Linked DNA regions of Anas platyrhynchos: region 2 is linked to region 1. A link is a contact called in public Hi-C data. All regions are on one chromosome and are shown on one strand. Each heading gives the region's core, a stretch centred on a gene start, on an enhancer-like site or on the middle of the called end of the contact. The rest is flanking DNA. Distances are from core to core; before and after follow the strand shown.

Region 1 (5,291 bases), core at 2,710-5,209:
CCCCACCAGCGCTGCGCTTTCACTCTCTCTGCCACGCGTGCAGCTAGGTAGGCTCCCAGATTTACTGCCCTGGGAAAGACGCTGGGAAATTGATAGTTTTTCTAAGCCTCACACTTATCACTGGTAGCAAGGCTAATGCACTTTGCTTTCTGCGACAGGGTTGCAGAAAAAAAGTGGGGCAAAATCTGCAGCTTGAGTTGGAGTGACACCAGAGCAGGGAATGGCTGAGACCTGGTGTTATAGGGACAGGAGTGAGAATATGTTGGCCACGTAGGTTGTGCCTGCAGACAAACCTGAACCACCCTTGTTCATCCTGCCTGTGTGTGCCTAACCATCCCAAATTCAGCATCCTTTCCCCCATGTGGGTGTGTTCAGGCTTTGAGTTTCCAGGCTGCCACCATACCTGGCTGCACAGGAATTGCAATCAGCTGGGCTCGGGCTTCCCCAGGCCTTTTCTCCTCTTCTGTGAGATGGGGAAATGATTACTCCAACCAGAAATGTCCCCGTCACTCTTCTGAGGGCAGTGAGCAATTTATGTGCACGGAGATCCTGATGCAGCAGATAAAACCCAAGGCTGCTAAATCCTCCACCCCTACAACACATCTGCTTAAAGGAAGACATCCTCCTTTGCTCACCCTCTGCACACCAGATTTTATTCCTTCCAGCTCAGGCATCCAAACAATCAGTCAGGACAGCCAAATGAACCCTTTTTTTGTGTGTGTGACCACAAAATACCAGCACTGCTTTGCTCCATCCAGCACCAGACCCGTCCCTGGCAGAGCACTGCGAGCACTCTGGCCTCGCTTCTCCTCCCGCTGCACTCACTCGCGGCAGTAGGACCCAGCACTCGCCGTGCAAAAATGACGTCTGTCATCTCAGCAAATAGCAGGAACAAAGGCACAGAGCGCTCCTCTTTTGTCTGTGCCTGCTCAAGTCAGGCAAAGGTTTTGTTCCTCCTGCAGAATTGCAGGGTTGGGGGGGGAGTGACAGGCACAGTCAGGGCTTTGATGCAAGCGTAGTGCAAAAAGAGAGTCGTTTTCGGTGCAAATCCCAGCATAACCTGTCAAAAAGCCCTCATGCTCAACTGCACGTGCTTTAACCTGCAAGCCTGCGCTTGGTGTGAGTTTGCAGAGGCAATTTCTGGGCAGGTTCACACAGAGGAGGTCCCTCTTTGTCCAGCACATAGGTACGTGCTGGTATTCTGCCACAAGATGCAGAAAAGGCTACACTTGTTAAGCTTCAGAGATGGGTGGTAGGAATTCATGGAGCAAAACAAAACAAAACAAAACAAAAAAGATTATGAAACGCACCTACCCTGTTCTTGTGTTCCTCCAAGGGCCTCCACTCCTTGTTGCTTACAGAGTGGCAGCACTGGGCTGTTTTCATGTTTTCAAACTCCTTTGAATTATTTTTTTCCCCTCATTTGTGGCTGTTTTAGCATTTCCTGGAGATCAGGCTGCAAAACCGGCTTTAAGCTGGTTCTTGAAGGGCTCTGCTTGGCCTGAGGAGAGGCATCTGAGGTCAGGAAATGGAGCTCAGCTGCTGAGCTGCAGATGAACGGATTATTCATCACTGCTGAATTAGGAGCACTTGTGGATTCAGTCATTTCCCCACTATCATGCTGCTTTTATCCATTCTTCCCTCCAGCCCTCCGCCCACCCCTAAGAAGCTCCTGGGCACCTCTCAGGATCTTTCTCCTCTGAGCCACGAAACCTCCTTGGCCCTAGGAGTCTGCAGAGGGTTGAACACATGCTCAGCCCCTAATGAACCTTCATTACCTGGCTTCACTAGCCAGGGAGGGCTGTGGCCGAGCCTGGGAAGGTCCTCAGGAAGAAAGGGGAGGTGGAAGGGAGGGAAAGCAGGAAGAAGGGAGCAAGAAAAGGTTGCTGAGCACAACAGGTCCAAGTGTGCCATCCCCCAAAAGCCTCCCAAAGGACTGTCAGAGCGAGATTCCCTACAGCATATTCCTCATCCAGGAGAGTCACAGGCCTGGCAGAGCTCACCCCAGAATCACTGGCAGAAAGCCGGGGGGTCCCCCAAACCAGCTGGAGGTGCCAGCCCCATGTCTTGTCCCTCCACAAGCCATCTGAGGTCTGTCTCTTAGCACAGCCTTCGAGCTGTTCCCACAGCCCAGGCGTTAGTCACAGGGATGCTATTAATTAGCCTCAGAGAATCCCCGAGAACGGGGGCAGTCCTAATTACAGGCCTTGCCTGCTAACTTTGTTTGGGCTGGCGTCTCTGCTTTTAAGGCAGAAACAAAAGGAAGCAGACTAAGACAAGTGATGCCAGAGAGAAGAAATGTGTGAGAGGCGCCTGCATGCTCTAGGAGTTGCGACACCCTCTGCAAACCAATTTCCCCCCCCAGGTCACTGCATTTGCCAGAGCCTGCTGACAAAATCTGCTGCTCCAGGGCTTCGTTTTGCCCAGGTGATACAGGGCTAATTGGTTGTAGATCAGCAATCACCATCAGGGATGCTCTGTGCCTGTGCAGGAAGCATCCCCACGTTGTCCACAGGCACGCTGCTGGTGGATGTGTGCGGTCTCCATCCCTTTGTGTGCCACCGAAATAAAAAAAAAAGGAAAGAAAAAGGAAAAAAAAAAATATACATCGAAGCACAAGATTAGCTGGGGGAGGGGAGATGGGTTGGTGGGGCTGGGAAGAAATAATTGCCATGTCTGAAAGCAGTTACTATGGCAGCAACAGCCTTCTTGCTGCTGGAGCGAAATGTTGGGGACCAGCATTTTTGCCTTTGTCAGATGCTCCCAGACACACATTTAGATGCTAATGCTGGCTTTAACCTTGGCTGCATAACCTCAGGGTGAGGGGCAGAAAGTAGAGGAGGGAGGGGGATGTATGGCAAAGATGGGTTTCGGCTCCCTAAATTTGCCACTGAATGGACTGGGCACACTCCTCTCAGCTGCGATTAACGCTGGTATTTCTGCGCTTAATATTCAGCGGAGGTCTTAACAGCTTATTTATGGATAGCTGGCATTAGCTGCAGCATAATTCACCACTGCAACGCTCCTGTTTATCTCCGTCCCCTTGGCATCATCTGATATAAGGCCATTTTTTCGAACATCCCCCAGGTTTGATCAGCCTGTCTATCCCATCTCGCCTTTATTTATAACCCACAATCAATGCCGGGGTGAAAAAAAAAAAAAAGAGAGGGGCAGCTCGCCCTTCGACTTCAGCTGTTGGGAGAAAGAAATTTTGGTGGCCTGTTTCGACAGGGAAGCCTTTCAACCTGAGCCTCAGATCTGTCTCCAGCAGTGGGAATGAAAGAGGAGCAAGGGAGGGGAGCTTTGGCTCCTGCAGTTGAGGTGATGGAGGGGAGAGGGCTTCCCAAAGGGTGTCCCGGGGCTGGCAGTGCTGTCCTTCATCCACATAGGAGGTTAAGCCTGCTGTAAGCCCTCGGTAAGATCCAGCTATTCCCAGAGCTCGTGGCACACCCCTGATCCTGCCCTGCTCTTGTGCTGAGCAGGAGGTGGTGGTTTGGGCATCGTCACCCTGCGGGTTTGGCTTTGTGCAGTGCCACCGAGCTCGGAGGGAGCCCTCGCCACCTCCTCCCCCTGGAGCTGGCACAGCACCTGGGGCAAAGCAAGGCTGCGATTATCCCATGGAGGGCAAAGGGTGTGCTGGGTGGGTGTTTGACCCTCCAGCCAGCCCTGCACCTGCGTGACGCCACACGCCACGCGTGGAGGTGACACGGTGCCAGGAGGTGACATGGTGCCAGGAGGTGACAAGGTGCCAAGGAGCCTTGCTCGTGGGCATTTCCACCAAGAAAACAGAGCCCGCTGTCACCTCCCGAGCAATTCGGCTCGGCCACAAGGCTGGGAGGAACAGCGAAGAGGCAGGGAATGAGGGAAGGAGGCAGGGAAGGAGGGCAGGAGGCCGTGAGGGAAGCGGCGGCGCGGCCCCTCCTCCCGGGCGGGGCGGCAGGCGGCGGCCGGCAGTCCCCGAGCCCCGGCTCGGCGTGGAGCCGCCAGCGGCCGAGCCGAGCCCTGCCGAGCCCAGGAGAGCCCAGCAGGGCCGAGCCGAGCCGGGCTGGGCCGAGCCGAGCCGGGCCGGGCCGGGCCGCGGCCATGGGCGCCGGGTTGTGAGGGGAGGAGGAGGGGGGGGCGGGCGGCAAGGGGCGCCCCGCAGGCGGCCATGGGGAACATCTCGTCCAACATCTCCGCCTTCCAGTCCCTGCACATCGTCATGCTGGGGCTGGACTCGGCGGGGAAGACGACGGTGCTGTACCGGCTGAAGTTCAACGAGTTCGTCAACACCGTGCCCACCATCGGCTTCAACACCGAGAAGATCCGGCTGAGCAACGGCACGGCCAAGGGCATCAGCTGCCACTTCTGGGACGTGGGCGGCCAGGAGAAGCTGCGCCCGCTCTGGAAGTCCTACAGCCGCTGCACCGACGGCATCATCTACGTGGTGGACTCGGTGGACGTGGACCGGCTGGAGGAGGCCAAGACGGAGCTGCACAAGGTGACCAAGTTCGCCGAGAACCAGGGCACGCCGCTGCTGGTCATCGCCAACAAGCAGGACCTGCCCAAGTCCCTGCCGGTGGCCGAGATCGAGAAGCAGCTGGCCCTGCACGAGCTCACCCCCTCCACCACCTACCACATCCAGCCCGCCTGCGCCATCATCGGCGAGGGGCTGACGGAGGGCATGGACAAGCTCTACGAGATGATCCTGAAGCGGAGGAAGTCCCTCAAGCAGAAGAAGAAGCGGTAGAAGCCCGCAGACGCGTGGACGGGTGGGAATGCAGACAAAGGAACCGAGGGGGAGAGAGAACCAAAGCGATCCTGTTTTTTGTGTTTTCCTTTTTTTTTTTTTTCCTTCTTTTTATTTTTTTTTTGTCCCTTTCCAAACGAAACGACGACAATAGCGGTGATAACAATACCGCTCCTGCTAGCCAAGCCCTGATCCTGACTGCGGGCGAGAGCCAGGATCTCCTTCTCCCGCTCTTCCCCCTTGCCCACCACCCTTTCCCCGGCCGGAGGGCGGCGTGGAGCACAGGGTGGCTGCTGGGCTCCGAGCTGGAGATGCCCTGAGCCCCCTGGCCGGGCTGGAGATGCCCTGAGCCCCCCTGGCCAGGCTGGAGATGCTCTGAGCGGGACAAGATGCCGCGGGCGGCCGAGAGCCCATGGAGCCGGGGTGGCCGCCCCAGCGCCCCTCCGTCCTTGCGGGGCACGGAGGCCAAGGGGTGAACAGGGCAGGACCCTGTTAAAGTGCATTTGAGAGAGGGCGAACGCGCGCCTGGAGCTTTTAATGCAAGGTCAGCCGGCAAGGAGGG
Region 2 (4,685 bases), core at 1,527-4,026, 62 kb after region 1:
GGAAGGCTGCATCTGCTAACGTATTTCCAGCGAAAAAGTCAATCAGCATAGAAGAAATACTGTATAGGAAAAGGGAATTGGGGTTTGAAAAGATTCTTTTAAAGAGAACCAACAGAGATGGTTCACAGAGATGTAGAAACTCCTGATTTCACCATCAGGCTTTAGTGAATGAGATATTTTCTTTTTGACTCTTAGTACAAATGTCATTCCTCTTTACCTTTAATGTAGTTTCCCATTCTCTGCACAGCTAGAAGATGAAGTGGCACTGTTAAAGCACGGGTTTATAGAACAGGGAGACAGTCATCAGCTCCCCAGGCAGAGGCTCATTAGGGCACCTTTCTCTTGTGTCAGGGGCTCTGGAGGGGCTCTTCTCAGCTATCGTAGCGGCCTCAGCCAAGAATGGGAGGAATGCAGGAGGACCCTTTGAGTCCGGTCTGCAGAGCAGATGACTCTAGGTCTCCGTGAAAGCACTGTCTGTATATAAGCACAACCCTTGTCCCTGTCCATGACTCCACATTTTCAATAAATGAATAACAGAAATACACTTTTTGCCAATGTAATGGTGTGTGGAAGGAGAGCGCCTGCTCCTTTGAGGGTTTCTGGTCGAGGACATTTTTCAGTGCAACAAGGGATAATAAGAAGGGGAGGAGGATATGGGCTGTGATAAAAGGTGAGAGGCTGTCACCAAAGAGGACTCCAGAAAGGCAGAGGGAACCACTCCTCAAGATTTCCTGGCCGGCAAGCGTCACTGAAGAGCTCTGTTAGATCTCCCACACTGCTGCATACTTACATCCCCAGCGTGGAGACAGGAGAGAGGGTTTTGACACAAACAAACAAAAACCCTCGCTGTTTGAAGCCTGCTCTGCTTGATCTGCTGCCTTTGCATTCGTGCTGCTCTCTGAAGCTCTGTCTGCTGGCTCCCACCACGGCTCTGCACGAATGTGACGTGGTGGGACAGAAACACGCTGCCTGCCCTCCCTTGTGCACGAGGAGCACGTGTCTCACCCCTTCCCTGGAAGCCTTTTAGAGAAGCTGTTAAATCAGGCATCACGCTGCCTCCTGCCCTGTCTACTGTCATAAATAGTTTTCCAGCGAGGACCAAGTGCCAGGGAAGGCAGAGTTGATAAAACCTCCGAGTAGCTCTGCCTGTTGCTGGGTGTGTTCACGCACAGGTGGACCCCAGCTCTGGGTATTTTATATATTTATATAAATTATAGTAAATAATATGTAATTTTATATAATATATATATATGTTTCTCCCCCCTGCGGCTCAGAGACTTGTTTGCCTGCACTTTGGCTTCAAGCAGGTTTAATGACAATAAGCTGATCTGCAAAATATGCATCTCATCTTGGACAGATTTTTCCAGCTGGCTTTTAATGAGATGTGGTCCCCTCTCCCCCTCGAGCCCCACTTTGGGTTAACTTTGTTCTCTCCCTGACGGCTTGAATCCCCCCCACAAAATATGCCTCAGAAGCTGCTGCTCTGTGGCAGCGAAGGAAAGGCACCCTACACAAATCAGCTTTCCCCACCACATCTGTGTCGTCTGCATGCAGAGCAGCACCACAGCAGAGGGAACCGTCCCCACGTGGCAGGGAGAAAGCTGAACGCTTCGCTGTAGGATCTGCTGGGCATCTAATTGCATGCACACGCTCACCACTAATCTATCCCATGTGCACAGCCCCAACACAGCCCGTGCTTTGATGCACCCGTCCAAGGAAGTGTAGCAGATGTCTCCTGCACGTTCTGCAGCCAGCATCGGGAAGTTATCAGCACCACGAGGCCTGCAGGCAGGGATGAGAGCTGGGCCCAGCTCTCACTGTCATAAGCAGAAAGGTGCCTTCATCCCCAAGGCTGACCTCTCTTGATTTCAGACACACAAGAACTGTAGACGTAGATAAGCAGAAGTGAACAAACTCATGCCAAACAATGCATTTCCAACACCAAAACGGGGCTGCAAGTGAGGGTGGCAGCAGGCCACCTGTGTTCTCTCCGTGCTTTAACCCCAGAGGCACCTGCCAAGCACCAGCTAGCCCTGAGATTCCTCTAATTTTAACTCTACCTCCCCAAGGAGCCTGTGCACCTGCATAAGTGCTGTGCCCCTGGGACAGGCTGCAGAATCTTACTGCCACCAGGGAGCCCAGAGGGGCTTCTGCAAGTCAGCAGAAAGCCATACCACAACAAAAATAAATAATAAAAAAAATAATAATAGATTTCCAAAGCATTTTGCAAGACTCAAATAAACTTGTTCCCCTACAGCAGCTCCAGCAGAGCTGACAATATGGTGGTGGGGATACAGGTCAGAGGCTGCAGTTCTTTTGCAGACTGCTGGTGAGCACTGAGCATTCAGTTTCTCTGGCACATATAAAGGGAAACACACCCTCAGCCTTCAGGGAGCCTGGGATAATAAATGAATAAGAGACTGCTGGGGAAGTGTGCAGGATGACGGGGTGGGAGGAGGAATGAAACAGCATCTTTGGGAGACAAGCTTCAGGTACCTTGGGGCAGGATTGGCCCCTCAGTCCTCACTACATAACTCCTTTTATGAAAGAAATTCATTTTTATGAAGGGAACGTGTTCAGCATGTTTGGTTGCAGCTTGGAACAGGCTACTGATATTGAGATGCATCTGCGGCTGTATTTCAGAAGCAGTGCTCTGACCCTTGATAAGAGACTCTCCTTTTATCTACTATTTATTAGCAGAGCTCAGGCATACACTCTATAACACGTCATGTACCCTTTTCAAATCCTGCTCTAACCTTGAAACTTTCTGAAGTTTGTCTCCGCAGAGCTTCAGCGAAGCACAATCTGCGGCTCCAACTGCACCAGAATGTTTGCAGCCTGACTACTCCCTACTCACTTCACGCAGGAACAGGAGCTGCCTAACAGCCCTGGGAACAGAAGGCAGAAAAAAAAGATATACAGCTACATCCGACTTCAACTGCAGTCTGACTCTCTTTGAAGCCCAGAGCTCAAGGCAGACCTCCAAGTAGAAGCACGGTGGATGCACCATCACCTCTAAAAGCATTATTTGGCCTGGCTTTCTTTTGTAAGAAGCTTGGGGTACAGCACACGTATCATAACTGTTTTCAGTGGGGTGGAGAAAGCGCCTTGGTAAACTACAGAGTAATTACAATGTTCAGCCTACCCATCCTGATCCTTAAAAACCGAGGAAATTGCTATGGGCAATAAATAGAGCGTGGTGGTCTGGCAGTCTGGTCCCCTGCACAAAGTCCGTAATTTCCAACTGGCAAGGAGATGCTAATCTGCCTTTCTTCTTCTTAGCACCAAAAATAAAACAGCCACGGACACATTTGAAGTGGTTTTATTTAAAAAGCCAACGCCAATCATGGCCCAGTCTTTTCTCCAGTACAAGTGTTTTTGGCTTTGATGGGTCCCTGAGATGTTGCCTCAAAGCCTGTGAGGACAGTGGCTTACTTGCTGCTCCAAGAAGAAAAAGAAGTGTCTGGGTCTGATCTCTCCTTGGACCACCTGCAATTCACACCTACTGTAACCAACCAGACATGCTCAGGAGAATCCGTGCTACATCTGTACACGCCTTAGCAAAAATAAAAGAGCTGCACAGAAAGTTTTACAGCCTTCAGCAGAACAAACACAGAAGATATGTCACTCAGGGGCCAAAGCTACGTGTAGATCCCCAAATGCTGCTGAACAGCTGTGCTTTGCAGCACCCTTCTCAGCTGTTCTCAGAAGAATTTTAGTTTTCTCAACACACCCAGTTCCTGCGAGTATTGACAAAAAGCTCCCAGCCAGGCCATGCCTCCAGCCTCAAAGTATTTCAGCTGCAGGACTTTTCCCAGGGTTGCTTGCCCATTACTGATCCTGCTGAGGCCCATAGAAATCTCTCCCCCTTTCTGTGGATAACAGATGAGGTTCATATTTTCTAATTTTACTTGACGTGCACTCTTCCCCTCCCCTTTCTTTTCCCTCTCTGTTGGCTCAATTCCACTGTCCCTCTCATTCATGCCAGAGCTCGTGGATATGGGATACAACAGCGAGCAGCACTTCTTCACAGCAAAAAAAATGTAAAAATTTAAGTGGTCTGCTCTGCTACAGCATCACATCTCGTTGCATCTTACATTTCACCTTATCTGAGAAGTTTTACCTAGTAAATACTGCATAACAAACAAGTGAACCCTACTGAGGCACCAACGGGAGATCAAACTCTTGACGCCCCAGTGCCAATTTACATGGGCACAGGCTTGACCAGACCATGAATTGTCTCAGTGAGGACATGAGTCCCCTCAGAGCTACCCTGTCATTAATCTAAAAAGGCATTGTGGCACAAAAAAGACCTGGCTGGAGGAAACGTGGCTCCATCTCATTAGCAAGAGCCGCATTTAAGCACAGCAGTGACATTGCTGTTAGCATTTCAGGCTTGTGCACACTGCAGTGAAACTCTCCCGTCCCCTCAGCTGACTCCCCAGACCTGCAGGAGGGAAGGCCTCCTCCGGAGCCAAGCTGCCAAGATGCTCTCCGGCACGTTAAGCATTTAACAGCCTCTGTTTATTTATTGCCCTTAAATGCGATTCATGAGGGAGGACCTGGCCCATTTGCTCTTATTGTGCTTGCTCTTTGCCAGTCTCCTGACTGCAGCACAGGCAAAACCATGATTTCATTAAAATTAAGACACGAGACACAAACACAAAGCTCCTTTTGTTTGAACC

What was found. Hi-C and Micro-C count contacts between places; a contact is called where the count stands out from the background.
Region 2: a Hi-C map of F5 follicle shows a contact between it and region 1, with 2.4 times the contacts expected there. The contact joins the enhancer-like site here to the promoter of ARL4C in region 1. A contact is called at or near these places in 5 of 8 Hi-C or Micro-C datasets (F5 follicle, liver, skeletal muscle and 2 more).

Annotation. Positions count from the first base shown.
Region 1 is chr7:29,885,766-29,891,056 of IASCAAS_PekinDuck_T2T, forward strand. ARL4C (ARF like GTPase 4C) reads left to right here and starts at 3,960. Exons shown (of 1, transcript XM_027461104.3): 1 at 3,960-5,291. The coding sequence starts at 4,151. The coding sequence ends at 4,729. It overlaps SH3BP4 (SH3 domain binding protein 4), which reads right to left and starts at 1,542. Exons shown (of 6, transcript XM_072041183.1): 1 at 1,315-1,542.
Region 2 is chr7:29,949,160-29,953,844 of IASCAAS_PekinDuck_T2T, forward strand. No RefSeq gene overlaps it. Among named protein-coding and RNA genes, the nearest start is that of ARL4C, 62 kb to the left of the region's middle. Within about 2 kb of position 2,777, at least 5 of the 8 cell types and tissues checked have an H3K27ac peak or open chromatin away from gene starts, as enhancers often do. A contact at or near this core is called in F5 follicle and small yellow follicle, where this site is marked.